2 separate regions of the Sus scrofa genome follow, and region 2 is linked to region 1. Evidence: chromatin contacts called from public Hi-C data. All regions are on one chromosome and are shown on one strand. Each heading gives the region's core, a stretch centred on a gene start, on an enhancer-like site or on the middle of the called end of the contact. The rest is flanking DNA. Distances are from core to core; before and after follow the strand shown. Region 1 holds the start of KLHL2 (kelch-like protein 2). Region 2 holds the start of TMEM192 (transmembrane protein 192).

Region 1 (3,896 bases), core at 651-3,150:
ACTGAAAGGAGTGTTTGGTTTTTGTTTTTATATTTTAAACCGATCTTTCATCCCTTATGGCATTCAGGCTTTCCATTATATCTCAGCCTCTCACTGTTCCAGCACCACTGATGAAGTCTCAATAGCAAAGAATGGCGCTGGACACCAAAATTATGATTAGTTTATCTGTCTTTGATTCAGTGTATCAACACTTGCATTTATTTCATTTTTCATCATTTCTATTTAAATCATTTTTTTGTCTCTATCTCCCTTCAGAGCCTGCTTTCCCCACCCTTTTCTTACCTGCACTCTAAGGTCCCTATTCTCTTTCCTTTAGTTCCCTGGTTCCAGAATCAAAAAGAGACTGCAGGGAACTGAGATAAAGGGGGCAGGTCTACAAAAGCTAACATACTATGTGGGATATTCTCTATATTACCTGTTGTCTATAGACAGGTAGCATTTCCTGCCTTGCCTACCTCGGAGCCTGGACAGAACACACATGATTGTGCATTCATGATGCTGATGCTAACAATCCCGCATCATGTTTCCTAGAAGTTCAGGAGCCTTCCTGAACCCACTGAAGAGCACGACCAGATCACAAAGCCCTTGAAGCCACTGCCACCAGGAAGCAACTGATCTCTTGTTCCTACCAACCCAGGAGGAATTCAAGAGAGGAATGTATTCCCTAGATCCCGCATGACTTGTTCCACTCAAGCTAAAATTTCTGTAAGGTACTTTTAAGAAACTGTAGTTCCAGAATCCTATCAGCTCTCCTAAAAGGGCTAAACACCAAAAAATTATTCAGTCCAAATCAAATATTTCTATTCTGGTTGGCATTCTGCCAAATAACCACCAAAGGCTGGAGTGGTACAACCGCCTTGGAGGGAAGCTAGCCAAATCTAAATGAAAAATGATAAAGCTCCAAAAACAAGCTGTCATGAAAAGGTACACGATTCTTCAAAATAAGATCTGCTTGCGCTTGAAAAGTCAGATTCAAAAGGCTCTTGTTCTTTCATAAAGGTTAAACTAAGACAGCAAATCAAAATTGAAGTGTTCAAAATTCCTGGGGATTTATAGTTCACTTTTAACAAAATGTTCAGAAAAATCTTGTACTGAATAATGCAGTATCTTCTATGTCTACCACATTAATTGTTCGGCTGTTATTTCTGGAAGCAATTCTGTTGCAGGTGGTCTTGACTGTACTTGGGTACCAAGGAAAAAGACACCTGTGCCTGGCAGGTCGCACACTACTCATTCGCACAGGGTGCCAGGCAAACAGAAGATGCTGTGATTTCTGGATACGATTTTCTGCAGTACCAGGTAAAAGAGGTCACATGCCCTTAACAGCCGCGGCTCGGCTCGCACAGAGTGATGTGCAACCTCCTCAGAGAGAATTTTGCTAGAAATTGGGAGAATAAGGCGAGCTGAGGGGAATTCCTCGCCGCACCGGCATCGATACTTTACAGCTTCCCTTTCCGACGGCCTCGCGCGCATACAGGGTCTACATCCCGCGTAGGCTCGGCCTCCCGGGGCTCCCGCACGCCGCGGAGGACCCTCCCCATACCCCGCGCGGCGACGCCCCGCCCGCGGGCCAGGCTGGGTTCCGCCCGCCGCCCGGCCCGCCGCCCGGCCCGGCCCGGCCCCGCCCGCTGCCCGTCCGCTCACTCACGCGGGAGGCCGCGGCGGCGTCTCCATGGCGGCTCCTCTCGGGCTTCAGCTCGCGGGCGCCCGCCGCCGCCTGCACCATTCCAGCTGCGGACGCCGGCCCCGCCCGCCCGCCGAGCCGCGTCCCATCCGCCCGGGCGCCCGCCCGCCGCCGCCGCCGCCCCACGCCCGCGCCCGCACCCGCACCCGCTGCGGCCCCACTCGGCGGCCCCAGTCGGCGGGCGCGCTCCGCCTGCCAGCGCTGCTGGGGGCGGGGCAGAGGGCGGGCACTTCCGGGTGTGACGCGCCCGCGAGGCTCCGCCCCGCCCCTTCCTGCAGCCGCCGGCCGCTTCCCCGGTGGGTCCTCCAGCCCCTACGCTGGAGGTGGAGGGGTGAGGGCGCGGTCCGACCGGAAAGCGCGGCACCCCGGCGCTCGGCGCTCACTGACTGCCCAACTCCACGGAGGCGCTTGCTCTATTCTCTCCCCACCTGCGCCCGGGACCTGGGAGGGATGGGCGTGGCCGACCTTTCCTGTATGGACGGTGAAAAGGCCAGAAGTGACTCTCCTGTCCAGGGTCTCAAGCTGGAACTGGATCCTCCCTGCTCAGGCTGCGATCCGCTCGTCGCATCTGCTGGGCAAGGTCTCGGCGCTGGGATGGGACGCAGAGCAAAACCAGGTCTCCGTGGCCACGCACCTGTCCATGTGGACGTGACAAGGGAAACTGAGCCAACGAACGGTGCCCACCGTGAGGATACCAAATAATCAGGGCGAGGAGACCGGATGCTAAATGATGGTCAAGGAAGGCCTGTCAAAACATGTCCTTTGAACAGAGATGGAAGAAAGCGAATCTTGAGTAATGCAAAGAGTGCTCAGGGCAGAGGGAAGAGCAGTTCAGAGACTCCTGGCATAGAGGGCTGGGAAGAATACAACTACAGTGTAGCTGATGGTTCTGGATGTATGCATTTTGGGGTGGGGGGTGGTTAGAAATGCGAGTTCTCCAGGCCCACTTCAGATCTACTGAATCAGAATCAAGGGGTGAGGCCCAGCAGTCTGTGCCTAACAAGCCCTCCAGAGGATGCTGATTCCCTCTAGGGTTTAGGAACCACTCTAGTAACTGAAGCATGAAGACTGGAGAGAGTGAGAGAAGATGGTGTGTGTGTTGCAGGGGGAGGGTGGGGGGTGGGTAGTGACAGATCTCATAAGCCTGTTAGACCATCAAAAAGGATTTGAATTTTACTGAGAAAAGAAACAAGAAAAACTTGTGAGCAAGTTGATCTGGTCGTTAAAGGGATGACTTTGCTGGAATTTGTTTTAAAATCCTCCGCCAAAAAAGGGAGGGTAGGTAATAAAAGAAAGAAGATGAGCAAGATGTTAGTTGTTGATGCTGAGTGATGAGTGCATGAGAGTAGTCATGTATGTGTATTTATGTTCATGTTTTAAAAGGTTCGTAATAAAAACTGAAATTTTTAAAAAGATGAGTGGTTGCTATATGAGCCATGGGTGTAGAGAAGCAAGAATGCAAGCAAAGAAGCTACCTGACTGGGATTCCCAGAGTGATGGAGAATATGGTCAGGCACTGATTTTACTGAGAAGATAAAGCAGAAGGGTATTGCCAATAGCTTAGATATAAGAGAGCAGAGTGGAAGATGATCCCAAGGGTTTTGGTCTGGACTCTTAGGGGAGTGGAGTTGATATTTACTCAGATTGGGAAAATAGAGAAGAAACGAATTTGTGGGTTGCTGGGGGGAGTATTTGTAAACTCTGATTTATACATGCTAAGTCTGAGGTATTTGTTAAACATCTATATGAAGACAGGTGTAAACATCTATGTGAAGACAGGTATCTGGTGCGGACATAAATGTGGAGGTTGTCAGCACAGGGATGATGTTTGAAGACTTGTTGAGGAGTTCCCATTGTGGCTCACTGGGTTACAAACCTGACTAGTATCCATGAGGATGCAGGTTTGATCCCTGGCCTTTCTCAGTGGGTTAAGGATCCAGCATTGCTGAGAGCTGTGGAGTAGGTTGCAGATCAGCTCAGATCCTGCACTGCTGTGGCTGTAGCGTGGGCCGGCAGCTGCTGCTTCAACTCAGTTCCTAGCCTGGTAATTTCCATATGCTGCAAGTGCAGCCCTAAAAAAAATTAATTTTAAAAATAAAGACTTGTTGAGATTAACTAGAAAATGTAACTAGAGAAAGCAAAGGACAAAGAAGTAAACTCCGGGGCACTCCAACACTAAGAAAGATAAGGAGGACTCAGCAAAGGAGAGAGA
Region 2 (4,426 bases), core at 400-2,899, 90 kb after region 1:
CCAGGTCTGGGAATTTAGGTTCCACATCAAGCTGCTGCATTCTGCAGCCAAATAACGATGATGATGATGATATTGTAGGAAAATGTCCTTATTTTTAGGCCTTGAAGTAGCTAGGAATAAAGTTTCATTATGTCCTCAGCCTACTTTGAAAGAGTTCAGTTAAAAAATGCACACAGAGCAAGCACCTTCGCACAGAGCGACTGTTAGTGTAATGAGTTTGTGTAATGTAACTGTTGAATCCATGTGGGGGTACATGGATGTTCACTGTACTAGTCTTTCAACATTTCCATAGGTTTTAACATTTTAGAAATAAAACATCAAGGGGAAAAACATATACAGATAAGGCTCTTAGGAAATAATTCATGGAAACTCAGGAGATTTTAAAAATTTTTAAATTTTGTGAGATTTTCAAAGAGCAAGTGGAGAATTAGACTATCTTTTTCTTTGCTGATATTTAAATGATTTTATTTCACCAATGGTGTAAACAAGATTACACCAAAAACAATGTGCAAATAAGCATTAAAAAGTATGATAGTATTTGCTACTCTAGTATCAGCATTATCTGTGGGGACTGGTTATAAACAGAAAATTTTACTTTCCTTGTTGCTTAAGAATACTAGTGAATTTTCAGAAAATGTAATCGTTTCATTTTCAGTTCCGCTTAAAAACCCATAGATGAGTTATCCATGTGGCTCAGCTGCTTGAGAACCCGACTAGTATCCATGAGGATGTGGGTTCAATCCCTGGCTTCACTCAGCTGTGGCTTGGTTCTGGCATTGCTGTGGCTGTAGTGTAGGCTGGCAGCTGCTGCTCTGATTCAACCTCTAGCCTGGGAACTTACACCTGCTGCAGCTGCGGCCCTAAAAACAAACAAGCAAGCAAGCAAGCAAACAAACAAACAAACAAACCTGGAGAATTCCTTGGTGGCCTAGAGGGTTAAGGATCCACACTATCACTGCTATGGCTTGGGTGGCAACTGCAGCTCAGGATCAGTTCCTGACCCCGCCCCCCCAACTTCTGCAGACCAGTGGGCTACGCCAAAAATAACAAAAGCAAAACAAAAAAACACCCTCCCAAACCCATGACAGCCCTAAAAATTCCTTACTGCCTCATGTACTGGTGAAATCTGTTAAATGTATCACAGAAATCAGTCTTTATTCGCTTTGGCTCCCTCTGCTGGTGGAGTTCTGATCTATAAATGCGAACCTGGGATTCTACCGCTGGTTCTATGCACAGAGGTGTGCTGCAAGCGAAAATTAAGGAACACCAAGAAAACTTAATGTTCAAAGAAATGAGTGGTGGCCGAAAGTAGTTCAAACTCTGGGACTTGGAACGCATGCTTTAGTGCCCAATTCTCCTGCCAACCACGCACTGGACAAGAGATCGCAACCAAGGCACTCTCAGGCACCCAAGACCTCTCACCTGCACCAGCCTCCCTGGGCGGGTCTTCGGCGAGAGTCACGCCCCCTTCCGCCTCTGCCAATTGAAATCGAGGTGTCTGTGTCGCTGTCTCTGCATCTGCCAATTGGAAGCGAGGGGCGTGGCCAGTCATTCCGCTCCCTCTGCCAATAGAGAGTGAGGGGGCGGGTCCTGGAACGCTTCTGGAAGTGGGCCCTTGAGCGAAGCGCTGGAGCCCGCCCTCTGCGCCTCTGCCAATCGGGAGCGAGGTGCCGGTCCAGGGGCGGGTCCCGGAAGCAGGCACCGAGAGCAGGTTTGGAGGCCAGGCGGCGGGGCTGCGGCCTCCGGCGGCGGGCAGTATGGAGGATGTGAGTGTGCAGATGCAGGTGGCCGGCGGCCAGCCTGGAGCCTCTCTTTCGGTGCTGGGCGCGCTGGGCGGAGATGGGGGTGGGCGCAACATTGACTGGAGGGGCGTCTCCTGCGCGGGGCTGCCTGGGCCTGGGACCCTGGCAGGAGGCAAGCGGGAGTCCGCGGAGTACGCCTCGCGCCAGGCCGGCTTATTTAATGGGGGGAGGCTGGACGCTTAGCCCCGTACGGGTGCATCTTGGGTCCCAGAGCTGGAGCAGCCCGCGGTGCAGGTGTGGACCCGGGCGCAGAGCCGAGTTCTGCTCCTCGAGGCCCCAGGCCTTGGCCTGGAAGGCTGTGACCTGGACCGGCTTCGGCGTCCCACGGGCAGACCTGTCGCTGTCATCGCCCGGAAACCCACATTGGAGAAAAACAATGTCGAGATGTTTTGAATCATGGCATGGTAGGAATGAAGGGATTTTTAAATTTCTAAGTAGATGGATCCAAACCGGATTACTAAAAAAGCAGTGCCCTAGTTATAAGCAAAAATCTTTGCTTGAATGTATTAAAACATTTTTAGGGGAAGCGTGTATTTGTGTCCACAATTCCCTAGGTTGCCCATTGGCACAAAATAAATTATTGCCTAAGAGAAACGAAAAGTTGGCAGTTATATTAAAGCACTAATTTGGGTTAATAAATTAATAGAAATATTACTGTGATCCTACTACTGAATGAGGTGACTCCAGCAGGACACATGAAACACAGTTCCGGCCTCACAGGCCCCACAAGGCCTTAGATTCTTATGCAAATAATGACTGAAGTTCAGTTATCTTGACTGAATAAAAACCAGTTTCTCGTAATAAGACTTAAAAATTCAGTTTCAGTTGAGAAAATGAATGCTTACTGTAATTCCTGGAAATAGATTTGAGACATATATTTAAAGAAAAGTTCTTTGTTTCTAAATTTTTTAAGGATGAAATTCATGAACTGACAATGTATGGAGAATATGAGTTTCTGAGAGGAAAAGGAGAGACTCTTAGAAAAATATGTGCAGTAAATGCCTCTTGGTTGGTGCTAGGCTGCCCTAGGATTCTTGAATCTATAGCTTTTAGTTTTAGGATGCATGCAATCCTAGAAATTTGTTTCACCAAACATTGGAGAGTAATGTTTCACCAACAGCTATATAGCTAAATCACTTTAGATCTGAGAAGGTTGTCTGCTTTTGGTATTTTATGGATATGATTTCTACCACTCAGTAAAAAGCTAAAAACTGTGCTTTATCTTAGGCCCAGACACCTCAAAGCGGCAAAAGCTTTTTAGTTAGGATTCATTGTTTATAAGCAAGCACACCCATTCTGGTTGCTTATTTTTTCATTTTTTTGGTCTTTTTCTAAGCCCGCACCCGCTGCACATGGAGGTTCCTAGGCTAGGGGTCTAATCGGAGCTGTAGCCGCTGGTGTATACCACACACAGCAACACTGGATCCTTAACCCACTGAGCTAGGCCAGGGATCTAACCCGCAACCTCATGGTTCCTAGTTGGATTTGTTAACCACTGAGCCAGATGGGAACTCCCATTATGGCTGCTTTAAGGAAGAAAGTGAGAGTTCTCTTGTGGTACAGTGGGCTGAGGAGCCTGTGTTGTCACTGCAGTGGCTTGGGTCGCTGCTCTGATGCAGGTTTGATCCCTGACCTGGAAACTTCTACATGCCATGGGTTTGGCCAAAATAAAAGGGATTTATTTGTAAGGATATAGGGAGATGAACACCTTGGCCTCTGAAAGTACCAGACAAGGGCAGCTCAAGGGATCCAATTACTGGAGTCCTTTCAGAATCTGTCCTGGGATGGATGTGCCTTAACCATGGCTTCCCTTTGCTTAGCTGCTCAGAGAGAGTTGAATTGGCCCAGCCCTCTTTGGTGCATTACTAGCCCTTGGCTAAGGAGGGTGAGGAACATTGAAGGATGTTCCCCTTGAGAGTGCAGAGTTAGACATTGATTCCCAAAGGAAGCAGTTATTGTCACAAAAGAAGTGGGAAGAGATGGTATGGGCAAGACAACAGACATCTTCTCCAGGACGCAGTATAGTTGTTAATTGTGGAAATGAAGAGAAGGTTTGGATCAGGGTTGTCCGCCCTTTACCTTTCACTTGCAGATGGTGAGTTACGGAGACTGACAGCTTGCTGCTTGTATGGTTTTCCTACATTTCCTATAGGATCCAGAGGACAGTGTATTTGATATAGCCACCATACACATTGTATTTCATGAACATAGACATAATGTAGAGGAGAGACCATATTGCCCCCAACCCCTTCAGTGTAGTCAGGAAAAACCGAGGGCATACACATGAAGGAAACAACACAAGGCAGCATAAGAAATATTCCAGGAGTTCCCATCGTGGTGCAGCGGAAACAATCCAACCTGTATCCATGAGGATGCAGGTTCAAACCCTGGCTTCACTCAGTGGGTTGGGGATCTGGCATTGCCATGAGCTGTGGTGAAGGTTGCACACACAACTTGGATCCAATGTTGCTGTGGCTGTTATGTAGACCAACAGCTGTAGCTCCGATTTGACCCCTAGCCTGGGAATTTCCATATGCTGCTGGTTTGGCCCTAAAAAGCAAACGGCAAAAAAAATCCAAATTAATATTATGGGCAGTATGTTTTTGTTTTGGGTTTTTTTTTTG

What was found. Hi-C and Micro-C count contacts between places; a contact is called where the count stands out from the background.
Region 2: a contact with region 1 is called in a Hi-C map of alveolar macrophages, with 1.8 times the contacts expected there. The contact joins the promoter of TMEM192 here to the promoter of KLHL2 in region 1. A contact is called at or near these places in 1 of 5 promoter capture datasets (liver), 8 of 47 Hi-C or Micro-C datasets (alveolar macrophages, fetal liver, heart right ventricle and 3 more) and 1 of 2 datasets of contacts at active chromatin or transcription factors (alveolar macrophages).

What each region holds. Positions count from the first base shown.
Region 1 is chr8:43,869,111-43,873,006 of Sscrofa11.1, forward strand. It overlaps KLHL2 (kelch-like protein 2), which reads right to left and starts at 1,901. Exons shown (of 15, transcript XM_005666650.3): 1 at 1,649-1,901. The coding sequence starts at 1,674.
Region 2 is chr8:43,959,021-43,963,446 of Sscrofa11.1, forward strand. It overlaps TMEM192 (transmembrane protein 192), which reads left to right and starts at 1,650. Exons shown (of 6, transcript XM_003128993.5): 1 at 1,650-1,766. The coding sequence starts at 1,758.